Regions from separate parts of the Sus scrofa genome. Here regions 1 and 2 are each linked to region 3. A link is a contact called in public Hi-C and HiChIP or PLAC-seq data. All regions are on one chromosome and are shown on one strand. The core of a region is the stretch at or near the end of the contact, and the rest is flanking DNA. Distances in the headings are between cores, read along the strand shown. Region 1 holds the start of ING2 (inhibitor of growth protein 2). Region 2 holds the start of CDKN2AIP (CDKN2A-interacting protein). Region 3 holds the start of WWC2 (protein WWC2).

Region 1 (3,115 bases), core at 572-3,071, 300 kb before region 3:
CGCACACACACACACACACACACCCTCTTCCTTCCCCGCAGGGACCCCCCTAGCCCTTTAACCATTTGGCTGAACAAGTTGGGAAAGGCTACGGCCCGGAACTTTCCCTGGGGCGGGAGAGGAGACTACTATTCCCGAGTCCGGAGCCTGAGAGCCGACGGAGGGACCTCCCCGGAGGCCGCCTTCGCAGCCCTCTAGCCCCCTCCCCCTCGCACGTTCCAATGCATCTGCTCTCAAGGAGTGGGGGCCCACCTGGGGGGTGGGGAAAGCCAGGCCCAGGAGACCAGCGGGAGTCCGGCCGCGGCCGGCCGCTCACTCCCCACAGCCCCGCCTGGCCGTACACTCCCCGGCCGGGGCAGGAGGGTCTGCGGCACCGGGCAGGGGAGCGCCGGAACAAATGCTTGCTGCTTAAAATGGCTGATTCCCCTCCACACCAGCTGCAGCCTCCGGGTCTGCAGCGGGGGCTGTCGAGCCGCCCCCACCTCCACCCTTGAGACTCCAAGAGAAGTCCTCGCCGACCGCAGGGGGAAGGGAGGGCCGCGAACCCCGTCTCCAGTCCCGTTCTCCCGTCCCACACACCAGACCCCTCTGTACACTCGGGGAGACTGTCACAGGAGAAATGGAAAGCGGCACTTCCCCAGGCAGGCTCCGAGGGACCGTGCCCGGCGGCCAGCGGATGAGTTGGGGGAGGACCCGCACAGGCAGTCCCGCGGCCCCTACCTTGATATTTGTTGTCCAACTCTCGCAGCACGGACACGTTCCTCTGCATGTCGTGGGGCAGCGACTCCACACACTCGAGGTAGTCCTGCACGTAGCAGGTGAGAAGCCGGCTCCGCTCCCCGGTCAGGAGTGCGGCCGACGAGTAGAGTTGCTGCTGCTGCTGCCCTAACATCCTGCCGCCGCTGCTGCTCCTCGCCGCCGCCGCCGCCGCCGCCTCCGCATCCAGCAGCCACTCATGCAACAGCCACGGCCGCCGCGGCTCCTCTGCTCCGCAGCCCGGCGCCGCGGGGACACCCGCAGCCGCTCAGGAGGGCACAGCCGAGTCCCCCGATCTCCACTCCCCCCAAAAAGAAGCCCTCACTCCCCGCCCCCGCGGTAACAAGCCCAGGGGCGGGGCGAGATCTGGGCTCCCTCCTTTTTCCCCTCCCTCCCCAGGACTAGAGCAGCGGGGATCCCCCCAGCGGAGCTGGCGCCGGGGTCCCGGGCGTTGACACTTCCTGTCCCCCTCAAAATCCCCAGATGCTACCGATGCCGCTTCGCAGCTCGGAACCCCATGACAAGCCTTTCGCTGCCCCTTTCCTCCCAATCACCCTCGGTGCCTGTCGGAGAGTCTCTCACTGGATTGCCCCCGCCCCTCCGGCTGCGGACGCGTCTGCGCCTGCGCAGGCCTCCCTCCTAATAAGGCCGGGGGCCCGCCCCTACCGCCCTACCGAAAGGTTCGCATTCTCCCGCCTTCCCTCCGCCACCCGGGTGATTGGTCTGTAAACTCTCGGCCCGGGGCGGGGGGAGGGTGCGAAGGGCAGCCAAACGGCAGGCTGCGCACCGCCCCCTCTTAAAGGGGAAGCACTGTCAAGTCCACCTCTTTGCTCAAGGTCTGAATGGGACTTGCGGGGGCTGACGGCTGAGTCCTCCCTTTCGTCCTTCCCACAGGGAGGGGGAAGCTTGGACCAGCTCCCCCAGCCCGGTGTTACCGACTTTTCCCCCATCAGGTGGATCAAGCGCGGCCCCTCGCAAGCCTTAAAAGGAGCAGCGGGCGGTGGCTCTCCGCCGCGACCCTGGAGGGAGGCCTTGCGGGTCGACGCGGCGGCTTGCAGCGGGCGCGGCTCCGAGCATGCGCGGCGGCTGTGTGCCCGCCCGCTCGGCACCGCCCTCGGGCTCGGTCCTCCTCCCGCCGCGGCCTGTAGGCTCCCGGAGCATCCGGGGCTGATCGCGGAGGTAGGCGGTGCCCCCACAGCCCCCTGAGGTTTCTTTCTCCCTTAGTCGATCCGTGTTTTGAATCTCCTGGCTTCAACGAGGTCCCACCCTTCCTCAGACGCGGGGCCCCCCCGCGCCGTCCCACGACCGTGCAGGTTTTGTCCACCCTCCCGCTCTTGGGAGATCGAGTTTAGTGTGGGCTGACTGCCCTGAAAACTGTCCAACGGGTAACCTTAAAAAAAGAAAAAGAAAAAAGTTTCCCCCCGGGGGATCAGAACGTTTAAGCATTAAACGTCGGCTAGGGCTTCCTGGCGGCTTGAGGTTCACCACCACCTTAACATCTTTCTCCTCTAAGACAGAAAAACACTGGGGGGCCCGAGGACAAGGGGTGGTGAAGACGCGAGGAAAAACCTAATTAGGAATCAGGTTCACGTCCTCATCTAGGTGATCGGTCGACAGGGTTTAATTTCTGTCTTTTGTAAACTGAAATGCCAGGCAGAGGAGCTAATTTTAATTTCAGATGGACTCAGTTTGTATAATGACGTGTGTTTTTGGAAGAAACGGGTGTAAAGAGAACTAATACAAAGAGAATTTTAATGGCGTGCCAAAGTAAACAAACACTATTGTGAGTAGCACATTTGAGTTAAAAAGAAAACGTGAGTGGGTGATAAATTTGGATTTCTCCTTATATCCATTTGGTTCGCCGCGGTGGTGCACTTGCATGGTGACCTATTTAGAGTACTTTTGAAATAGCTGTTAATAGTATGGTTACCATTGACATGCAAAGAGAAATCTAGACCTTGAGGTACAGGATATTTTAAATTTTAAAGCCGAAACAAAGCATTCTTGGAAATTTGAGTCTTGGGAACAAAGTAATATTACACAGGACTCGAAGATTGTCATGTGCTATTTTCCTGTGACACTTTGAGGTTTTGACCACTTCAACCCAGGCAGTGTAGTATTGTATTTCAGAGAATCATCTAGGTTTCTTATTGTTGTCCTCCTTTAAATCTCTTAGGTTAAGCAGCCAGATCTTGTCAAAAAACAGTCACTGTGAAAAATTGAATTTTATCACTTTTTGCCTGAACCTTACTAGTTTTGTTTACACATAGATTTAAATCGGTTAGGGTTTTTTTGAAGGCCCCAAATAATGCACAATGTCTTATTATTTATTGATTCTGATTAGACATAGAATGCACCT
Region 2 (3,139 bases), core at 483-2,982, 270 kb before region 3:
CTAGTTTAAATTTAGCGTCCCTCTCCCCTCAAAGCTTTGTCAGCTCAAGGCCAGCAACTCCACCAGCAGCTCCCCAGTCAACGGGGGCACCTCCAGACGGTTCATCATGTCGGCTTCTGGGAGGGATGCCCTTCTCGCCCTTAGAGGGCAGACGGCACCGCAGCTTCCCGCGCTTCACCGCTTCCCCTCCACGCCTAGGGCTCCGGGCCCCAGGCCGGGGCAGAAGCCAAATCCAAGAGAGCTGCTCAGGGAAGCCTGCTCACTCACCGGCACCCGAGGAAGACGTGGTTGGCCCAAGCCATGGAAAAGGAGATAAGCTGCTGCAGCTGCCGATTTCGGGTCCCGCTCTCCGCATCGGCGGCCTCCTCCGGACGAGCGGAGGCAGCGCCGCCGGCGGGGGCCAGGTCCCCGGCGTTGCGGAGCAGGAACTCCCGGCGGTGGCGCCAGTGTTTGTCGGTCTCGCCGTCGCAACGCAGCGCCTCCACCCAGGCGGCTACCCGCGGGTTCTGGCTCAGGTACTCCGACACCTCCTGCGCCATGTTGGGCCTGAGGGTCGCGGAGGCCAGGAGCGGATGCTGCACCGAGAAGGTGGCGGGGAGCGCGGGCGAGCGGCCCTGTCACTGAGGCCTGCACCGGCGGCTATCCAGAGAACGCCCCTCGGAAGGCCCAAACACCAAACAACAGAGCCGAGAGCAGCTGAACCGCCCACTTCCGCCCGCCGCCGGCTCCTTCCCTTTTATAACCTCGCCGCCGCCGAGCGCCCAAGCGTCCTTCCGGCGTGATCCGGCTCTCCCAGGACGCTTTGCGGCGCGCGAGCAGCCGCGGCGCTGCAGCCCCGGCCGCAGGGGAGGGGAGGGGAGTGGAGGCGGGGCGAGGGGAGGTGGGCGTGCGCCTCCCGCCCCGCTAGGGCGCGCGGCCAGTGGAGTCGCCCGGGACCCCCTCGGTCTGGACTCCAAGACTCCTCGTTTCCGGTCGGCTTTGTGACGCCGCGCCCTCTGGCCGCCTCCCTCCCGCGCCGGGAGGGCCGAGTTATCGCGTGCGGGGCGCGTCCTCCCGGACTTTAGCCGCCGCCCGGACGCGAGGTCTGGGCGTCTCGGCAGTAAGACGCCGATTTTGAGCGGGCCAGAGTAAACAAAACTCGCTCCAAATTTCCATTATGCAGAAAACGGCTTCCAGCTCTGTAGACAAGTGTAGACAAGCGAGGCCTTCCGAGGCAGTCCGGGTCGCGGGGCATTCAGGAATGTGCGGGCGCATATTAACTTAAATTGTACTAATAATAAAGGTAATAAGGTAATATTTAATCCTGTTCGGGGTTGCCTTGTGGAGCCCAGTCTTTGAAAACTAGTCCTGGCCCTACAGACTTGGGTTTGGTTTACGCAGTTCAGCACGGGCAGTACGTCTTCCCCTCTGGTGGGTTTTAGTCAGTAACTTAAACGCTGCGCCAAGGACCTGCAGTCTCTGTCGTGTCTCCTTAGATTAACAAACAGTAGCCCCGCTGGTCGATGGTCAGGAGGCGACTTGGGAAAGTGCGTTTGTCTCTTCGCCTCAAATCTTCCCCTCTTAAAGCTTTCTTTTTTCTTTTTTTTTTTTTTTTGCATTTTTTAAATATTTGAGTGTCCACACTTAAATCATTACTGCCGGCTTGCCTGTTGTTTCCAATATTATTTCCAATAATATTAGGCATTTGGGTATTTTATGGTTAATAAAATTTAATAAAAAGATAAGTGATAACATAATGATAAATTACGAAATAATAAAATTTGCTTTCACTAAATATTTGTTGATTTTGAATTTAAAATAATTAGAATAGGAGTTACCGTCATGGCTCAGTGGTTAACGAATCCGACTGGGAACCATGAGGTTGCGGGTTCCCTCCCTGGTCTCCCTGAGTGGGTTAAGTTTTCGGAGTTGTCATGAACTGGTGTAGGTCGCAGACACGGCTCAGATCTGGCGTGGCTGTGGCTGGCAGCCGTAGCTCTGATTAGACCTCTAGCTTGGGAATTTACATATGCCCTGGGTGCCGCCCTAAAAAGACAAAAACAAAAACCAACCAAACAAACAAAAAACAATAATCAAACAAGCAAAAAGAAAGAAAAAGCCATGTAATTTATATGCATACTGGAATAAGCAAAATTCAGCTAGTAAATGAAATCAATAGTGCCCACTTTTCCTGCCATGCCAAATGAAATGACATAAAAGGCATAGGCACAGAGAACTGTTGAAGCTTGGGATTTTGCTTCTAGTTTTGCTCTTCTTTCCTATTTCCCTAAAGCTTTAGAGGGGTGAAAATATGTGGGAATCTGGCAATTTAAAAGACTAGAGAAATTTCATGGTGTTTTCCTTTCATGTATTCTTTGGCATGGGGGAAAGAGCAAGTAAAAGAATCTGTGCTTACATACCTGGATGATATTTGCACATTTTAAACCAAGAATTTTCTCACTTTTTTCTTTTCGTCTTGTAGCCTTCCACCCAGGGGCTTCATTGCCTTGCAGGGAGAGCAAATAGAGCCTGGATTTCAAAATCCATTGTTAAAGTTATAATAAAAGCAATATGGTCAGAAAGCTGGAGTTATTTCTCGTTTGCAAAAGCCAGGTACTTGACAAAAAGATACATGTTTTGGTTTTTTTGTTTGTTTTTGTTTTTCCTTAAAAGTTTGAATTTGCACATGAAGATTCAAGGCATAGACCATGGACCACAAAGTTAAGAAGAGTACTATATATTGGACTAAAAAATTTTTTTAAGCCCTCTCACCATACAAAGACTTAATGAACTGGAGGGAGTAAGGATTCAGAGAAAAAGAAGGGAACTTTCGAAAATCAATGTGGGGCGGTGTGGCTTCGATTAGGAGTAGGGAAGTGTTGACTCTCTCTGGACCATTAGAAGTAGACAGCCCATTAGTGCCCTGAGCCAGCTTGGGTTGCCTTTAGAGGAGAAATGAGAGAAGTGCAAATCAAAACTACAATCAGGTATCAGCTCACACTGGTCAGAATGGCCATTATCCAAAAATCTACAAATAGTAATGCTGGCGAGGGTATGGAGAAAAAGGAACCCTGCCACGCTGTTGGTGGGAATGTAAGCTGGTGCAGTCACTATGGATAACAGTATGGAGATTCCTTAAAAAACAAAAATGAAGTAGTTC
Region 3 (3,229 bases), core at 574-3,073:
TATAATTGCTCTTTAATAGCATTCAAAAACAATATTTGTGGGTGGAAATATAAGTACAAAACTGCTCCAGCTTCAAATTGAGACAAAGCAGAGTGTTTAACAGAAGCACCTACAAAGGTTATAAACTTCTAAGGCCATATTCCATAAAAAGCTGGAAAGAAGTTTCAGAAATGACAAAAGTCCAAATGTTGGAGTTATCCTTAATGGTAAGTTATTTAAAGTTATAAACAGGAATACCTCCTTAATGGACAGTTAACAAATTTACAATTAGGAACTCCTCTCCTACTATTCTTATAATAATTTTAATATAAGAATTTTCCTTTTCAGATTAAAAAGATGGGAGAGAGAAACATTTGTGATCATTCAACTAAAACTTCGGCTCCTGAACTTCTAAGATGATGAAATGTTCCTCCTCTTCACTTCTGAGCGGGAATAAAAAGTGTGTTGCAAACTAGAAAAAAAATCATGCTAAGCTCAAGTAAGTCAACGTTCCTTGATAACCAAGGTTCCTCTCCACTGTTCATTTCACTACTTCTTACTTCCAAACAGAATCTGCCTTTTCAAGATCTGGAAGTCAGTTCAAGTTTTCAGGTGAAGACTAACACTAGGCAGCAAAACCCCAAACAAACGTTTGTAAAATCTGAGGGGCGAGGTCAATGACATTCACCGCCAGGGCCCAGCGAGGAAGGGTGCCTGGGACCCCTCCATGCCCAGGGCCTCCTGACCGGTGGCATGCCCCATCAGGAACGTGCAGCCAAGGCGGGGAGCCAAGAACAGCCAAAGAGATGCCACAGGTGGCCTGGACGGCAAGTCGGCCCCACCTTGCACTTAGGCCTCCTCCCGGGAGGCCCCGGGCCCGGCCCCGCCTCCCAGGCCCTATGTACCCTCCAGCCTCAATTTGGCCAACTTTAGGCGGAGGCGAGCTCGGAGCAGGGCTCAGGTGGTCCCTCTGGGTCTGTTAGCGGGACACAGAGTGCCTGTCCAGGCGTCAATTCCACCCTTCCCTCTGCGCCCGGAGCGTCTAAAGGTCCCAGGGCCGTCGGGAAGTGGGTGGGCAAGGGGGCCCTGGAAGGGGCGGCCCCAACCAGCCCCTGCCTGGGCGGCTGGCCGGCTGACGCAGCCCCGGCTCGGTCAGACGGTCCCGCTCCTCCTTTCCGGGACCCCTCCTGGCACCCCGGGACCGGCGACGCCCCACGCCCCACGCCCCCCTAGTCGGCGGGCGCCGCCGCTCGGCCGGGTCTCCCGGACAACAGCAGCCGCCGCGCTTCCGAGGCGGGTCCCTGCGCCCACCCGCGGCCCGGCCGCCCACCTGTCCCGGGGGTCGATCCAGCTGGTCCTCCGGGTGTTGTGGTCGATGTAGAAGACCTTGCCGTCGTAGTCCCTGGCCTCCTCCCAGCCCCGGGGTAGCGGCAGCTGCCCGCTCCCGGCCCTCCTAGGCATGGTCGGCGGCCTCGCCGGCGAGCGGCGCCTCCATAGGGACCCGGCGCGGGACGCGGCGGGAAGGCTACTGCCCGGCCCGGCCGCCGCACCGGACCCGTGTGCCGGCGAGGGGCTGCGGGGTGCAGGGCGCGGCGGGGCCACGCGCGGGGGGCGCCTCAGGAAACCTTGTTCTCGGCCCCGCCGGGGATCAGTCCACCATGTCTGCGTCGGAACAGACGATCGAACCCTCCTCCTCCTCCTCGCGGCTGCCGCCGCTGCCTCCGCCTCTTCCTCCTCCTCCCCGTCCCCCTGTGGCCGCAGAGGGTCGCGGCGCCCAGGCTGCCCCAGCCGCCGCCGTCTGGGCTCAGATCCGGGAAGCTCGGCTGAGCCGCGGCCGTGGCGGCTACGGGCCTCCTCATTTGCATGTTATTAGCATGCGCCCCGCCCACGGACCGCCCCGCCCGCCCCTCCCCTCGCTCCTCATCTGCATGCACATTCCTCGCCGCCACATTCCAGGGCTTAACCCTGCAGCTCCCGCGGCTCGCTGCGCCTGCCGGGGCGCCGGCCTGAGCCAGGGGCGGGGGAGGGGAGCCGAAGGCCAGGTGGGAGGGAAGTGGGCGAAGGAATGCGCTGCTCGCCCCTTCCCCGTGACCCCCAGTATCTCCCTACGGCCAAGCACTTCGGGTTTTTAGAGTTTCCGGACTGGAAAGACAGCTAGAGAGAAGTCTCCGTAGCGCTCTCAACCTCTTTCCGACTTCTAGGGAAACCACACGACTTGCGAGAGGAAAGGGGTGGGGACGCTCTCTTCGGAAGAAAAAGTCCCAACAAACAGCGAGGGCACAGAGGCTCCCCCATGCTGCGCCCCGCGGACCCCCAGGGCGGTCCCGGCCGGTGGGAAAAGTGTGAAAAGCCCCGCAAGCCCTTGAAGCGCGTTGGTGGCGTGTCCCGGGCGGCCTCGCCCCCGGGGCCTCTGCAGAGCTCCCGGCCCTCGGTGACCTCAGCCGACAGGCCGCGGGCCTGGTGGAGGAAAGCGAAGGCGGGTCCCGCTCTCTGGGCGCCGCGACACGCCTGCCCCAGTGGCCCGCGGAGGGGACTCAAACCTGAGTCCGAGCAGCCGCTGCTCCTCCAAACCTTCCCGCACTACCCCCCCACCCCGCTTTTCTCCGCGGATGTCGCCGCCCTCGGGCCTGGGGCGCTTCACCCGCGGGGCCCCTCTGCCGCTGGCCTCCGCCGCAGAGCTTAGCTGGACGTGGACGCACCCCATAACCAGCCCCTTCGGTTCGCTCCTGCCCCGGGAAGACCCTCACTCCGAGCCCTGCTCTGGTCTAGAAGGCGTGGGCCACCCTGCTGGAGGGGACTCCTGGCAGCCCGGCGGCCAGGCTTTCCGGGCCTCTGGATGTGACCGGGAAGGAACGTGGACTTTCCCTCATTCCACAAGCTTTTATTTATTCAGCAGCTACTATGTCCCGGTCGGCCCTGAGGAGGGGCCGGACGTCGGGCGACGGTGCGAGGAGCAGCAGGTCTGGCAGGGCCCAGACAACAGAGTGTTTTTCGCCCCCAGCCCCTGGATCTGGAGGAAGCTTCCCAGTCCACAATGACAGCTCCAGCCAGGTCTATACCAGCGTCCTCCATTCTTACCCTTCCAGATTACTAACCAGCTTCTTTTAGACTTAAACAAACAAACAAACAAACAAACAAACAGGAAGACCCCGGAGATCAGTCATTCACCTCTGGGTGTGAATTCGCCTAATCCTGCCGGCTAATGCTTAAAAGACTTCCCACCTTGTGAGGGACACAGCGGTGGGCAAGG

What was found. Hi-C and Micro-C count contacts between places; a contact is called where the count stands out from the background. HiChIP or PLAC-seq counts read pairs in DNA pulled down with a chosen protein or histone mark.
Region 1: a contact with region 3 is called in a Hi-C map of liver, with 4 times the contacts expected there. The contact joins the promoter of ING2 here to the promoter of WWC2 in region 3. A contact is called at or near these places in 3 of 47 Hi-C or Micro-C datasets (heart right ventricle, liver and skeletal muscle).
Region 2: a contact with region 3 is called in an H3K27ac HiChIP or PLAC-seq map of alveolar macrophages. The contact joins the promoter of CDKN2AIP here to the promoter of WWC2 in region 3. A contact is called at or near these places in 1 of 5 promoter capture datasets (liver), 1 of 47 Hi-C or Micro-C datasets (liver) and 1 of 2 datasets of contacts at active chromatin or transcription factors (alveolar macrophages).

What each region holds. Positions count from the first base shown.
Region 1 is chr15:44,916,301-44,919,415 of Sscrofa11.1, reverse strand. ING2 (inhibitor of growth protein 2) reads right to left here and starts at 1,821. Exons shown (of 2, transcript XM_003133342.5): 1 at 721-1,821. The coding sequence starts at 892. It overlaps LOC100621235 (a long non-coding RNA gene), which reads left to right and starts at 1,850. Exons shown (of 5, transcript XR_001301384.2): 1 at 1,850-1,935.
Region 2 is chr15:44,884,196-44,887,334 of Sscrofa11.1, reverse strand. It overlaps CDKN2AIP (CDKN2A-interacting protein), which reads right to left and starts at 1,732. Exons shown (of 3, transcript XM_021074832.1): 1 at 268-1,732. The coding sequence starts at 539.
Region 3 is chr15:44,614,325-44,617,553 of Sscrofa11.1, reverse strand. It overlaps WWC2 (protein WWC2), which reads right to left and starts at 1,823. Exons shown (of 25, transcript XM_003359464.5): 1 at 1,310-1,823. The coding sequence starts at 1,440.